2 separate regions of the Mus musculus genome follow, and region 2 is linked to region 1. A link is a contact called in public HiChIP or PLAC-seq data. All regions are on one chromosome and are shown on one strand. Each heading gives the region's core, a stretch centred on a gene start, on an enhancer-like site or on the middle of the called end of the contact. The rest is flanking DNA. Distances are from core to core; before and after follow the strand shown. Region 1 holds the start of Pla2g7 (phospholipase A2, group VII (platelet-activating factor acetylhydrolase, plasma)). Region 2 holds the start of Slc25a27 (solute carrier family 25, member 27).

Evidence for each region. HiChIP or PLAC-seq counts read pairs in DNA pulled down with a chosen protein or histone mark.
Region 2: a contact with region 1 is called in an HNF4G HiChIP or PLAC-seq map of pancreatic cancer cells. The contact joins the promoter of Slc25a27 here to the promoter of Pla2g7 in region 1. A contact is called at or near these places in 2 of 39 promoter capture datasets (the 3T3-L1 cell line and macrophages), 1 of 15 datasets of contacts at CTCF or cohesin (the NIH/3T3 cell line), 1 of 115 datasets of contacts at active chromatin or transcription factors (pancreatic cancer cells) and 2 of 9 other capture datasets (adipose tissue and liver).

The regions. Positions count from the first base shown.
Region 1 is chr17:43,565,768-43,570,321 of GRCm38.p6, reverse strand. Pla2g7 (phospholipase A2, group VII (platelet-activating factor acetylhydrolase, plasma)) reads right to left here and starts at 1,871. Exons shown (of 12, transcript NM_013737.5): 1 at 1,536-1,871.
Region 2 is chr17:43,664,512-43,669,065 of GRCm38.p6, reverse strand. It overlaps Slc25a27 (solute carrier family 25, member 27), which reads left to right and starts at 1,852. Exons shown (of 9, transcript NM_001357122.1): 1 at 1,852-2,166. The coding sequence starts at 2,064. It overlaps Cyp39a1 (cytochrome P450, family 39, subfamily a, polypeptide 1), which reads right to left and starts at 1,694. Exons shown (of 12, transcript NM_018887.4): 1 at 1,272-1,694. The coding sequence starts at 1,457.

The DNA of each region.
Region 1 (4,554 bases), core at 622-3,121:
TCATAGAGCAGCTAGGGTGAGTGCCTCAGACCTGGGATCCCACAATCCAGGAGATAAAGGCAGCCCAAGGTCCTTCTCAGCTGTACAGCAAATTCCTCAGAAGAACAAAGAAATAAGAACAGGAAGGTCCCCCTTGAAGGAGTCCTTCCCAAGGACCCCCATTCTAAGTACCCCACTGGCCCTTTGCTTAAGGCAGTATGCTGAGGCCATCTCAAAGAGATGCTGAGTTGTTTGTTTACAAACAGAGTGGGGGAGGGGCGGTTAGTTAGATTCCCTAGGTGTTCTTTATGACTCATGAGCAGACACTCCCTGGCTGTGAGGGAATCCTGGACCAGCCCTTCACACCTCACAGGGGAATCCTCAATTGCTTAGTGAGTACCTGAGGCTCTTTAAAGTCCCTCCTCGGAAGCTCTCAGAGGCTCAGAATGTTGAGCCTTCAGCTTCAGGGTGACTGGGGTCAGCGCCAGCCTGGAATGCCAACCCATGATATCAGTACAAGGATGGTATCAGTGAGGGACAGGTTCTGTGTACAAATGCCTGAGGAAGGGAAACAACTCCAACTCCCCATGGCAAGGAGATGAAGCTGCCATTCTCAGGACTCTCCATCAGTAAGCCATCTCTTCTATAAGGTTACTAGGGTCCCTTCAGTAAGAAAAACCTGCCTGGGTGCTGACAGTTCTCCAGTACCCTCCAGACCTTCTCTTTGTTTTGACCCAGGTCAATGTGACTTCAAAATTTGCTTACCAGCCCTCTTGCTTCAGGGAACACACACACACACACACACACACACACACACACACACACACACGCGCGCGCCTCCCAACTCAGCAATCTTATTTGGGTCAAATGTAATCCACCCAAATCAGATTGCGTGCCTTTTAGAGGTGACAACACCATGCGAGTAAGAGCCTGCCTGCCTCCCTCCCTCCCTCCCTTCCTTCCTTCCTTCCTTCCTTCCTTCCTTCCTTCCTTCCTTCCTTCCTTCCTCTTTTCCTTCCCACGACCCTGAAGTGATTCCCATGGGATAGAATGGAAGCCCCAATCGAGGACCATGTTCTTTTTTTATTTTTTTTTAATTTTAATTTTAATTAATTAATTTATTTAGCTTACTTTGCTTTGTAAAAATCCAGCCTTAAAGGTCATTTCATCTGGCCAGCAGCCGGATGCCCCAAGAAAGAGCAGCATTGCTTTATTTTTATAATTCAGTTTTCAAACTTCTTAGACCTGGGAAGATCTGGGATATTCCTTGTAAGGACGTCCCAGGATGAGATCTAAGAACACCACATTTCCCTGCTGCACTGGGTTCAGCTTCCGCCCCCTCAATTCTGAATTCTTAGGGTGGCTTTCTCAGAAGCAACCCCTCCCCTCCACGCAACAATTCTGGAGCCAGTTTCTGGGGAGCTCCGAGGTGAGTCCTGAGCCAAACACTTGAACGTTGTGGTTCCAGCCCACCCACCTTGAGGACCACGCTCCCACGTCCCCGCAGTAGCCCACTGACACCATCACAAGCCCTTCCCTGCCCTTGGGCTTCTTACCTGGTCACTGCACTGACTCCCGGATACCCAGAACCCTGAGCGCAGCAATGCCACCAGAGCGAGTCAGATCCTAGCACGGCAGGCTTCCAGACAGTCTTTTTACCCCCGGGGATAGAATAACTCAGAGGTGGGTTGAGCATACAGCCTCCTCGTAAAATCTACCTTTAGGCTCGACCCTCCCCTCCTCCGGTTGCTGTGCAAGAGGGACAGGGGAGGAGCGTGTGGCCCAGCCTCCTGACAGCTCCAAGCTGCTGCGACTCAGGCTCACACAACACTAGCTCCAGGGACAGCCACCACTTGGACCTCTTCGAGCGCCCATGCGTGGATCCTGACTGTGCCTGGGGGGCGGGGAGGGTGATGATGGGCTCTTAGTTTCCTAGTCTGACACCCGATTCTCATCAGGCTCGCGACGAGCTGTGCCCATCCCCAAGCCTATCTTTCTAGCCCCGTTCTGTTCTCCATATCCGCAAAGTTCACGGAATCACTGAACACTAGTCGAGAATCTAAAAGGTTCCGCGCAGCTCGTATTTTGCTACTTTGTACCCAGAATCCCGCTTCACCTCTTGAGGAGATTACGTTCCAGACTAGAAGGCCTGCCCCTACCCAGCTTTCTTACTTTGCGATTATGAGGAACAGAGTGATTGAAGAGTCCGTCTCATAGCTCAGTCTGACTAGGCTATTAATGATTGCTGTAAAAACATTTCCATGCAAATACAAACATCCTCTCCAAGGGCGTGGGGGTGGAGGTGGAGATGTGAAAGGTTCTCTATAGGAGCAGAAATTTGGAAGATTCTTGAGGGCTCTTTCTCAGCGGTATAAAAAGTGTAAACAACGGGGGGCGGGGCGGGGGTGGGGGCGGGGTGGGGGGTTGGAGATTCTAAGGACTGAAGAACAAAGGAGAGATTTGGATTGCCAGGATGTATACAAAAGTGCAGAGAGCTCCAGGATTGCGGCTTTAATGAGTCATCGCTCGCACCCACGGAGCTGTGGTGCTGTGTGGGAGTGACGCAGTTGCTCCTATGAGTACCCCTTCATCCATACTTCTGTTAGGAACCCCAATCCTGACGAACTCACTGGTTCACCAAGCTAGACACTGGGGAAATTGTTCTATGGATCAGTCTGGGTTCCCTTTCTGGGGTGCATTAACATGTGTGTTGTATCTCCCCGGCAAAAAGGTTTTCTCCTCAAACCCATCTTCCGATCATTCATCTAAAGCTGTTTAGAAACTTTAGGGAAATTAGGTTGAAATTTATCTGTTGTATTACAGTATTATACTTTTGATTATTTTGGATTAGGTTAAGTTCTCACTTAGTCTTTATGAGTTTAAAACAATAATTTTCTGCAGGATCAAGGGAGAGTAAGAAGGAGACCTTGGTGTCTAGCTTTAGAAATGTAATCTAACAGTTTAGCAAGGCAGAGGGGATAGAGGAGAAGGGCTCTGGCCTAACAAAGCTAGGTTTGCCATGTTCAGGTCTACTAGAGCCTCTTCGGACGAACACAATAACTGAGAAGTAAATATAGGATATTTATAGAGGCCTGAAAATACTGATCAGTGGTAGGGCACTTGCCTAGTACACATGAGGTCTTAAAGAACCAGCCAGCCTCCATTTTAGTAAAGACAATCCAGGATCATTCCTGTTTATGATTAAACCTCTGCTTCTCAAAGACTGGGCTGTGCCCCACCGGGAACAGTGAAAAGGAAACAGGAGCCACATTGTTATACATTGTTATTAAGTCTCCATTCCCTACAAGAAGTGTCTGTTCCCTAGGACCAGTGTATCTTGCAAACCATGTTTTTCTGTCTACATTGAACTTGCAATCCCATGATGTTTGTTCATTCTTTTGCCTTGCTAAACTCCCGAACCTGTGACTATGACTGCCTTCTTTGGGTTTTGTTTGTTTGTTTCTTTTGGTTTTGGTTTTTCGAGACAGGGTTTCTCTGTGTAGCCCTGGCTGTCCTGGAACTTATTCTGTAGACCAGGCTGGCCTCAAACTCAGAAATCCTCCTGCCTCTGCCTCCCGAGTGCTGGGATTAAAAGTGTGTGTCACCACGCCTGGTTTATGACTGCCCTCTTGCCTTATGAAAATATGCCTTCCCAGATACTCTGATGACTCTTCTTTCACATGATTTATTCTTCCACTTCTTTTTATTGCCTTCTTTTTTGCAGCCCAATATCCTGCCACCTGTTTTTTATCACACTTTACCCCACAGAAACCCTTGAGCCCTGAGTCCGCTGCTCTTCGTCTAGGCACTAATAGCTAATTATCCCCATAATAGCGGTCTCAAAAGCTGATAAGGATCTGCTCTCTGAAATTCCGATTTTGGGAGAGGCAACTGACTGGCCAGTCTAAATAAAGTTTGCTTAATCAGAGCATTGTGGAAATGCTCTCCACCCCAACCCACCCCCATCAGGTCTAGCGTAACTTTAACTACAGATGGTTCCGTAATGCCTGCTCCAGCAATGAACCATGCCTTTGTTTCAAAAAGTTGTCTGTAGCCATCTTGCAATCCTACCTATGTTTCAAAAGGTTATATGACCACCTACGGCAACCTTGTTATGAGTGCCTGTTAATATGACTAATAGGTTTCTCCGCCAACTCAGTATGCCAGTTCAAGGTGAATCAAGACTATAAGGGCAGGTTTATTGAGAGACAGCTCCCAGGCTGGTTCTCAGATGTCACAGGAGGAGTTCAGTGGAGTTGAAAAGCTGGGTTAAAGCGAAGGGGTTTCATAGAGCTTAGGTAAGGAGTGAGGACGTGCCAGCTAGGAGCCCATACATGGCCAAAACACCGTACCCCTGGGTGGTGACTATTGTGTGGGTTGCCAGAAACGGAGACAAGGGGTGATGATGTGGTAGCCAGTTTTCTCCATGAAGGAGGAGACTAGGGAAGGTATGCAGACAGGGCTTCCTGGCTTGTGGGGGACAGGGAGGTAGAGCGGGTGAGAGTGGTGAGCGGGGGTTCACCGAACAATGACTCCCTTGTTATGTCCACCTTGCGACTATGTCTTTGTTTCAGG
Region 2 (4,554 bases), core at 603-3,102, 99 kb before region 1:
AATATGGCTCAGTGGACAAAGTGCTTGCTGTGCCAACATGAGGATCAGAGTTCAAATCCCCAGACCCCAGGCAAAACCCAGACATAAAAGCTCGCATCCCTAATTCTCCAGAAGCCAGGGAGACAGAGACAGGCAGTTCCCAGAGGCTTGTTAAACAGCCAGTCTTAGCTGACTGGATGAGCTCCAGATGCAGTTTGAGGACCTGTCCCAACAAAATGTAGTGGAAAAACAAACTAGGAAGACACCCTGGTGCAAACCTTTGAACTCCATGTAGTCCTTCATGCATGGATTAGAACACCAACACATGAGTGTACACACACAGAAGTGGGGGAGGGCTAGAAGAAATACTAAATGATAAGAAAATATTATTCATATATTGTGTTTACATGGAATATGGGCATGTGTGTATCACAGCGCCCATGTGGGGGTCTGAGAACAATCTGAGAGAGCTGATTCTCTCCTTCCACCATGTGGGTTCTAAGGTTCAGTCTCAAGATGCCAGGCTTGGCAGCAGACACCTTTACCCACCGAGCCCTCTTGCTGGCCCTCCACCTCAGTTTTTGAGACAAAGCCTCTCTCACTGAACCTGGAGGGGTTGAGGTATGGACTCAGGTTTTTGTGGTTGCTGCAGAAAGCACTTCATCCACCATGCTGGCTTCCCAACCAAAACCACAGTAAGATCTTGGCCGCCAAAATATGAATAGAAATTAAAAGGCCAGCCAGTAAAAGTGCCTTCTCTAAACTGTTCAACATTCAGTAGCTGCTTTATGGGAAAAAAAAAAAAAAAAAAAACCCTTACAGTGGAATCCATTACTTATTTCCTCAGGGCAGGGAATAAGGGAGGGAGGAACTCACCAATAAAATAGTATCTGGTGGTAGGGATGGGGAGAGAAAGAAAGAATATTGGGGAGCTTTTAATCTGTAAAGATCAATTTAGCAAATCAAGTTTTATAAAATCGTAGAGTTACCTCTACTTGTGATACAAATTTATTACTCGTTTTCACAAACTGAAATCATGGAAACTCTTCTGTCGCCGCCCCCAAACTACAAGCTTACATCTGCAATGTTAATAAACACCCACTTAGAATTAACTGCAGGGAATTACTAACAGTCAAAAGACCTGACTATTTCCAACAAGGTATGTAGAGAAACAGAGTAGACGAATTGCCGGAAGTATGTGTATGCCCAATGTTCCAACACTGAGTTTAATAAAAGAAAAATTAGAAAAGGAAATACTACCTCCCTCCAAACTCCCTGTCACTGCTACATACCTTGATTCTTGCTTTTTCTATAAATTCAAGAGGGGCTTTCCCAAACTCAAGTCCAGCTCCAATCCAGGGAATCCAGCCTTGGATGCACGGGGGTCCAAGCAAATTCTTCAACCGAGAGAATAAGAAAAGAACACAGCTTCCCAGAACGGCGATTGCTATTGGTGAGAATAACTCCATAATGCCCATCTTCCAGAATCAACAGACGTTTGAAAACGTCCTTCTCCAGGGGAATCTCCTAGTCCCCCGCCGACTGAGGAAAATGCGCCCAGTTTTGCAAACTCTGAGCCGAGAAACTTTTTAAACAAATTCTCTTGCGTAACTGTGGTTCCTTTGCCCCGCCCCAGTTTTTGTGTGATTTTTGCATTGTGGCTATCTTCCACCTTCCCACGGCTTTCAAATTATGAGAAAAAAAAAAAAAAAAAAAAAAAAAAAAAAAGCTTTGATTTGAACTGGGCTGGGCTGGGCTGGGACGGAGGAGGCGGGAACACATCCTGAGGCGGCGGAGCTCGAGTAAACTAGCTGTTTGCAGCGGGCGCCTAGCTACCAGCCAATCAGAGAAGTCGCTGAGCCCCCAAGAACTACATTTCCCAGAAGCCTCTTGGGTGCGGCTTTGTTTTTCAGCACCTGAGGCCGCCGGACCGGTCCAGCTACCAGGCGGGCGGCGCCTTTGCAGAGCGTAATAAAGGCACATGGTCCTGACCTGACCTCTCTCGGGCTGAAAAGGGGCGGCGCCGGCAGGGTGGCAGGTTCCCAGGCGACCAGCGGTGCCCAGTGGTCCTGACTTGCTGCTGAATGCCTATCGCCGAGGAGGAGAAGCTGCTGCCGCTCACGCAGAGATGGCCCCGGACGAGCAAGTTCCTACTGTCCGGCTGCGCCGCAACCGTGGCCGAGCTAGGTACCGGCCGCCCCCGCCTCGGCCTCCCCAGCGAGTGGCTGCGGCATCGTGCTGGGGGAGGGATGGGCGGGCAGCCTCACTCCTGGCTGGAGTGCATCTTCAGAGGTTGGACCCTCGCAAGGATGTGGTCAGGTGCCCAGTAGGCCAGCTTCGGGAGGAGCGTGGATTGGAGGTGTCCAGGGTCCTTGTCTTCCCATCCCCAGGGATGTTGTCTTATGCCTGAGTGAGTACTCTTGGGCTCTTCATGAGCCCTATACCTCTCTAGGAAACATTTCCCCTTTCGTAAGGATGACCTTTATAGAACCATAATCCATTTGTTCACAGTTTTTTGGTTTGGTTTTGGTTTGTTTTTTTCTTTTTCATCCTCCCTGGGATCGTTTTTTGTGGTTTATAGTCTTATGCTGCCTCGGGAGTCTTTAAGATTTGAGTTGGGGGAAGGGGGACAGTGAGTCCTACCTTGAGGGACTCCAATTGTTAACCATCCCTCTGGAACATTTGCTTAATGCCAGTCAGCCACATCACTTCTCTGAGCCTATACCCGTTAAGGGGAATTCTGAGAAGTAATTTTTATATGTGGTAAATGCAAGGTAGGGGCAGCATTATTCCAGTTGATGCAGTAGTGGGTCCTGGATATACAATTGCAAAAAACCCCAGTGTGGCCTTCTTCCAGGCTCAGTGGGGTGGCGGGTGGGGGGTGGCACATGCAGAGAAAGACATTTATTTACAGCTGCTGCCTGTTGCAGAGAAGCTATTTCTGTGTGTTCCAAGAACATTATAGGAACAAAACAAAACAAGACAGATCCATCTGCCTAAGTGAGTTCAAAGAAACAAACAACAACAACAAATAAATAAATAAGTAAATAAACAGACCACCTAAAGTGGATTACGGCACTATGGCATGAGCAAAGGGTGGGGGTGTTGTTGTGGTTGTTGTTGTTTTTCAGGAAGGGGGCAGGGAGGTTTTGAGTACAACCTGTGGTCTCTGTGAAGCTATTTGAGATTACCCTTACATTTTTTTGTCCATTAAAAAAAGAAAGAAAGAAAAAGGAAAATGTCTCTGGTGCATTAGTTATTTGAAAATGTTATCCAACCGTCTCTAGCGGAGCTTTATTTATTTTTATGCCTAGCATAGCCAGCACACTACCTATTGCTTTGCCCTTTAGACTCTTCCTTTCTTGCCTTTGGCCCATCTATTTGTCTTCTTTCTAATCAAAGCTAACACAATTTTATTTTCCTTAATCATTGATTTTCCTAAATAAAATTCACCAGCTTCTAAAGACATCTAAAACGAGTCAGCCGAGTGATGAGCTGCATTAGTGGTTTGATGGCTCCCTGAAAGCTCAGTGGCTTGTCCAGAAACGGTCCTGTGAAATGTGTTGGGGAGAAACGGGTGAAGAATAGGGACAGAAGGCCAAGGGATCAAAGTTAGTTGGTAAAGGGGAGTTCACACTGATTCAGCACGAATGCCCCAGCCACAAGGTAACCAAAGGAAAAGGAAGGAAGAAAACATGTGTTCTGAGAAGCAGCATTTGTACTTAGAGCTCTTGCCTCTTCATACTTTGCTCAGTTTCATGTGTTGATAAGACACTTTTTAAGGTGTGTGTGTGTGTGTGTGTGTGTGTGTGTGTGTATACCACTGGAAACTTTTTAAGACTCCATATATATGCAAGATAAGAAAACATCTTAGGGACATTATTGGTTAGCAACTTTTCCAGAACCTAATGGAAAGATGTAACACATCCCCCTCCCCGCCCCCTCTCCTGTCTTTGGAAAGGTATTCATGGATCGTGGATCAGGCAGCGGTCACTGAAAATCTTTGTGTACTCTAAGCGATGTTCATGAGCTTGACCCCATATCCTTCTTAAGAGTTCTTCAGGGTATTGTGTGTACGAAGTGTATGATGGACCAAGTAGCTAGAATAGGCTTTCAGATCAAGATAAACTGTCTCTAATTCAACATATAAGCAAATTTTCCAGTTAACTAAAGTTGCGACTTACAAAGAACTCATGAATAGGCCATGTATAAAACTTATCCGTTCAGAAGTTGCCTCAGTTTGAAGAACATTGCTACCCCTGTATACAGAAGATGTTCCAACCTCATTGCATCTTCTCCATCTCAAACATCAGTCCTGTGATTCATTCTCGGGGAAGAAGAACCTATAAAAATCATAGAATTCCACTTTAAATTTGTTCTAAATTTGTATTAGATCTCAAATGATAGTGGCTATGGTCAAGGAGACAGAACGGGGATACTTGAAGCTGTTTCTCATTGGGAAAACTAAATTGGGTTTGAGATTAATTTTTTTTATTAAAAAGAGATCAAGGGTTGCCCTGCTTTTGTGGGATTATTTTGTTTTGCCTTTGTATCTGGGGATGCTTTGGGGCAGGG